Linked DNA regions of Sus scrofa: region 2 is linked to region 1. A link is a contact called in public Hi-C data. All regions are on one chromosome and are shown on one strand. Each heading gives the region's core, a stretch centred on a gene start, on an enhancer-like site or on the middle of the called end of the contact. The rest is flanking DNA. Distances are from core to core; before and after follow the strand shown. Region 1 overlaps HEG1 (protein HEG homolog 1). Region 2 has its middle 3.9 kb from the start of MUC13.

Region 1 (2,877 bases), core at 375-2,874:
CTCCACGTCAAACATTAAGATGCATGAACTTTCTATTTCAAGAGGCTGGGAGAACCGTTTCCACAAGAGCCGGTGTGCTCCTCTCGAGGCTGCTGCTGCACTGCCTGAGGCCACTCCTCCCCCCCTTCCCCAGGTCAGGCTCAGGCCTGTTACCAAAAGTTTCTGCAGCCTGCCATGGGACAGAAAGCAAACCCAGAAGAAATGGGGTGCTGTCCTCAGTTCCAGCATCCTCTGCAAACCTGGCCCTTGATGGGTGGTGCCCTCCATGCTCAAGGGCTGCAGGGGAGAATCAGCACACACCCAGAAAGCTGGACCACGCTCTGTTAGGAAGACCTGCTGGGGGGTGGCTCTCCCCACATCTGTCTGGCCTAAGGGGAAACAGCGCCTGCCACCGCACAGACATGCTTGAAGGGGAGGTGTGCAAGGTAACCTGGGCGGCAGAGTTTGCAGCCTCCCGACCTTACAGCCCGGGGGCTTGCTCGCCTCTAGGTCGTCAGCACCTTGCGGACACCGGTCCACACACGGGCTTGATACCTGAGCAATAAAGCTGCCTTTGGACGCCAGTCACCTGGCCCCCACCCAGACAGGCAGCAGAGGGGGTGCTCAATCTTTTGGGCTCTGTCTCCTTCACTTTAGAGCCTTAGTTGTTTTTTTTTTAATTAATTAACATGTTTTGAAATATAGTTGACTTACAATGTTGTGTGGATTTCTGCTATACAGCAAAGGGGCCCAGTTATACATCGATACATTCTTCTTCCTATTCTTTTCCATTACGGTTTATCAGCACTAAAAGGTACGGCCCTGCCTCCAAGAGCTGCAGGATCCTGAATACAGTTCCCTGTGTTATACAGGAGGACACTGCTGTTGACTCGTTCTATACACTAGTTCGCATTTGCTAATCCCAAACATCCAATCGTTCCAGGCCTCAGTACTTAACAGCCACCTGGCTTTTTCCAGCTGTGGGCTTGTGGGCCATGCTCATTTCACAGATGACAAAGGACTCTTTCATTCTTATCAAAAAGTACTCATTGTCATGTGTGTGGCCCTCTCTGAGGTTGCGCACAGCAAACTCTTTCTGAGGTTATCCACAGCAGGCCCTCTCTGAGGTTGTGTACAGCAGGCCCTGAGTTTATATACAGAGGACCTTCTCAGAGTTTGTATACAGTGGACACAATGAGGGTGCCTTTTACCACCTAGAATAGGTCTGACAGAAAAACCACAAGTAATTGGAGTACACAGACAATAGAACAAATATATGAGACCAACTGGAGAGCAGACAGTAACTTCTTTACACTATGCAGAGGGCAGGGCAAGACTGATCTATGTTGTTGTTTTTGGATGAAGTTCAAGGATGGGGACAGAGCTGCAGGAGGACCACGTGTACCCTGGCCAGTGAAGTGTGGGCTCCCTTTTCCCCCCTTAGAAAAACACCAACCGATTCAGAAACCAGGTACCAGTTCTGAACATAGCAAAACTATACCCGCCACCCCTGCCCCAGGCAGGTTCTGGTGACAGGAGCAGACACCCCCCCCCACCAGGGGCCCCAGCATCCGCCTCCTTTTCTGTGTCTTGAAAGCCTGGGGCCCGTGGTGGCTTGGTCACAGGGAGGTTAGTTTAGGACACAACTTCAGCTCTCAGGGCTGAATTTCCTGTCTTTATCAGTGGATGCTGGCATGCTAAATCTGAACCCTATTTGTGTGTGTGATAGAATTTCCTTTGTTTATTGTGAAAGGTTTGTATTTAAGGGAGAAAAATGAAAAATGGAAAATCTCACCCAACAAACACTGTGAAGCTGGCACAGAGACGTATGAATGGCCACAATCTGTCATCTCAACTTTCTGAAGCCTCAATATAAAGAAATGCCTCCAGCACAAAAGGCGGCCCAGGCCGGCCCTAGTTTGTCCATCAGCCAGCCTGAGTTGCCTGGCCTGATTAGATATTTTCTGGAAGCCAATGTCACAACTGCCCTCTACCCTGGCCACGAGTCCCGCCTGCTGGCAGATTTTGCTCACCCTGCTGAAGTGGCCCTTCCCCACACAGAAACAGATTCAGGAGAAGCCAGGGAAAGCTGGCTCTGCCTCTGCGATGGAGGGGCAGCTATGCTAACAGGTCTTAAAGACCCTGTCATCAGTCCATCCCGGGAACCACACAGAGCACTGTCTCTGTTGAAGCCTGGCGATGCGACTATTCTGCATCCACGATTCCCATGGTCCTTCCCAGGGCACAACATCCGCCACACAGACAATGAGAATTCATGTACATCTAAGGCTGGGACACTCCCTGGGGGATTTCCAAGGACTCATGAAGCCTCTGGAGAGATGAGGGCTGCCCTTCTTTGAAAGGCGAGGAAGTAAATACTTTGTGAATTGAAGGGAAAAAAAACCTCCCCTTTCCGTGGCAGCATCCAGGGTAGCCCAGTGCTTCTCACAGGTCGGGACATCCAGAAGTCAGACCCAGCAGCTCCTGCTCTCCAACCCACCCTCCACCGCTCAGAGGGGTGAGCGAGAGACCAAGCAGGGTGTGTTGGCAAAACTGGGAGAAGCCCTGGGAGGGAAAACGGAGAAGTGAGGCTGTTTTGAGCTAAGACGCTTGGTCATCTTCATTCTCAGGGGCTCCCAAAGGAGAGGCAGAGAACGGAGACCAGCACATGTGGGAGCGGGAGGCATATGGGAAATTTCTGTGCCTTCCTCTTAATTTTGGTATGACCCTCACACCGCCCTAAAACAAACAAACAAACAAAAAATCTTTAAAAAAAAAAAAAAAAAAAGAATGGGACCTCGGCAAGGCAGGGTCTTACAAATCCAAACAGCTGGCACTTCATTTGCAAGAACCAAAATGCATTTACAAGGGAAAAAAGTAACCTGATCTACAACGCTG
Region 2 (2,800 bases), core at 180-2,679, 85 kb before region 1:
CCATGGCAAATGGAGTTCCCAGGCCAGGGATAAGATCCAAGCTGCAGTTGCAACCTATGCCAGATCCTTAGCCCACGGTGGCTGGGGGGGATCGAACCTGTGTCCCAGAGCTGCAGAGATACCACCTATCCCATTGCGCCACAGTGGGAACTCCCAAAGTTGCCTTTTTTCAACTCTTAGGAACCCCTGGATACATGGGGTAATAAGCTTTTTGTGATCCAGTCATCATTTTTCTAGAAACTTTGTCTCTAAGAATTCTGACAATGAAGGTGGGTTTAAAATATTATTAAAAGAAAAGTTTTAATGAGGAAGCTATCCCTAAACTTTCAGATATAGAAAAAATGCTGAAGCTACCTGATTCCCCCTTGGGTGTGGAAGCCTCTGGTTGGCAGAATTTGGCTCTTCACCTTGAACAGGGTCTGGCTTAAACCATCATTCATAAGCCAGTTTTCTTCCAGGGGCTAGAAAATAGTTCATCAGCTGAGCACCTTGACTGCCCCTGTTCCCACTCCTCCTATCATTTATCAAGGACTTACCCTGTGCCCTACAGTGCCTATGGAATGGATGTGAGCATCCACATTTGACAGAAATGCCCACCAATACTCAGAGGAACGAAAGGATTTGTCCAGAGATAAGCCTCAATTCCCACGTGTAAAGGGCAGAAAACACTTTTTTTTGTTGTTTTGTTTTATTTTTTTGTTTTTTGTCTTTTTAGGACCATGCCTGCAGCATATGGAGGTTCCCAGGCTAGGGGTCTAATCAGAGCTACAGCTGCCAGCCTACACCACAGCCACAGCAACGCCAGATCCGAGCTGTGTCTCTGATCTACACCACAGCTCATAGCAATGCCAGATCCTTAACCCACTGAGCGAAGCCAGGGATTGAACCCTCAACCTCATGGTTGCAAGTCGGATGAGTTTCTGCTGTGCCACAACAGGGCAGCAAGGGCAGAAAACTCTTGATGCAAGATTCAGGCATCAAACTCGGATGAGTTTCTTCTGCGCCACAACAGGGCACCAAGGGCAGAAAACTCTTGATGCAAGATTCAGGCATCAAACCAGATCCCTACTCTGCATTAGAACCCAAGTGATATCTAGTGGTTAGTGAGACTCTAAGGCATTGGGCCCTGGAATTACTAAGCTGTTCCTGTCTGGCCTCAGGACACTCAAGAAAATGTCTGCCTTGCTGAACACCAAATCTTAGTCCAGAAGCCCCTCTTACTAATGTTCTACCTGCTTTCATCACAGGTTGAAATGCCTTGTGTCTTCTTCTTCTTCATTATTTTTCTTTTTAGGGTCACATACGGAGGTTCCCAGGCTCCAGGTTGAATCAGAGCTACAGCTACTGGCCCACGCCACAGCCACAGCAATGCAGCATCCGAGCCATGTCTGCAACCTACACTGCCACTCACAGCAATGCCAGATCTTTAACCCACTGAGCTAGGCCATGGATTGAATCCATGTCCTCATAGACTACTAGTCAGGTTTGTAACCCACTTAGCCACAACAGGAACTCCCTGGCTTGGATCTTTGAGCCTGGTTGGCGAGGAAATCTACAAAATAGCCCACTAGTTGGGGCAGAGGGGATTGGTAGCTTAAGCTTGCTAATTCTATCTCAAAGACAAATATGACGGAAAGAATTAAAAATGTGTAAATGTTCCTTACCTGATTTTAGGAAAAGGAGGGCAAGCAGAGTGAAGTGAATGAAGACTTTCATTTTGGATGTTGGTGCCAGGTAATCCAGAGAGAAAATGATTTCCCTTCAGCTATCTTTCCTTTTAATGTTCTTTCAGGTTCAAAGTCCAGTCATTAACTGACGTCAAACCAGACAAAGGAAACTGCTAGTTAGGGTTGGGTCATAGAGCATAGGTCTCTTCTGAGCTTTTGTGATGGAAGAGGCAAAACTGGTCTTATAGATTATTTTTCTGTCTCATAGTATAAAATAACTCAACACAGCCCAAACGTCCTTGGGAGGATGGGGGTTGGGGGACAGCGGAAGGGGCGGGGGTGTCAGCTAATCTCTTCACATTCCAAACACCCCAAGCTACCATCTTCTTGGAAGTCACAATTCCTTCAAATACCCAATCACAGAGTTTGTGCTCCAGTCACTCCACTGGGATGCAGGACATCCTGTTTCCTCCAGCGGTAGTTTTTTGCCTTTTCTAGGGCGGCTCCTGTGGCATGTGGAGGTTCCCAGGCTAGGGGTCTCATCGGAGCTGTAGCCACCAGCCTACACCACAGCCACAGCAATGCGGGATCCGAGCCGCGTCTGCCACCTACACCACAGCTCACAGCCACGCCGGATCCTTAACCCACTGAGCAAGGCCAAAGATCAACCTGCAACCTCGTGGTTCCTAGTCGGATTCGTTAACCACTGCGCCACAATGGGAACTCCTCCAGCGGTAGTTTGAGAATCTCTGAGGAGACTGTGCTTCCCCACAAGGCGCGCTGCTGAGCTTTGTCGTCTTTCGCTGTGGACCACCGCTCTGGGCCTCTCTGAGGGTCACTTTTAGCAACTTTGTAATCATATGCCACAGGTGCAGCCCTAAGAAGAAAAAAAAAGTGTAAAATTCAATTAGCTTTGATAGATTTATAGTCATGTCAAATCACCATTATATTCAAGATATAAAACTTAAGAAATGTTGTGTATCTTGTATCTCTTTGCTCAGTGTTTCCTGTAAGTTATCCATCTTTGCCTCCAGTTTATTTTCAATGTCTTGCATCATCTTCAGCATCGACATTCTGAAGTCTTTTTCCTGGAGGCTGAGAATCTTCTCATCGCTGAGCTGATTTTCTGGGGG

Evidence for each region. A called contact is a pair of places that touch in the nucleus more often than the background predicts.
Region 2: a Hi-C map of liver shows a contact between it and region 1, with 2.4 times the contacts expected there. The contact joins two enhancer-like sites. A contact is called at or near these places in 1 of 5 promoter capture datasets (liver) and 11 of 47 Hi-C or Micro-C datasets (alveolar macrophages, embryonic fibroblasts, epiblast stem cells and 4 more).

The regions. Positions count from the first base shown.
Region 1 is chr13:135,326,833-135,329,709 of Sscrofa11.1, reverse strand. All of the region lies in intron 11 of HEG1 (protein HEG homolog 1), which reads right to left. Among named protein-coding and RNA genes, the nearest start is that of HEG1, 60 kb to the right of the region's middle. Within about 2 kb of position 1,624, at least 12 of the 83 cell types and tissues checked have an H3K27ac peak or open chromatin away from gene starts, as enhancers often do. A contact at or near this core is called in liver, where this site is marked.
Region 2 is chr13:135,411,375-135,414,174 of Sscrofa11.1, reverse strand. No RefSeq gene overlaps it. Among named protein-coding and RNA genes, the nearest start is that of MUC13, 3.9 kb to the left of the region's middle. Within about 2 kb of position 1,429, at least 9 of the 83 cell types and tissues checked have an H3K27ac peak or open chromatin away from gene starts, as enhancers often do. A contact at or near this core is called in liver, where this site is marked.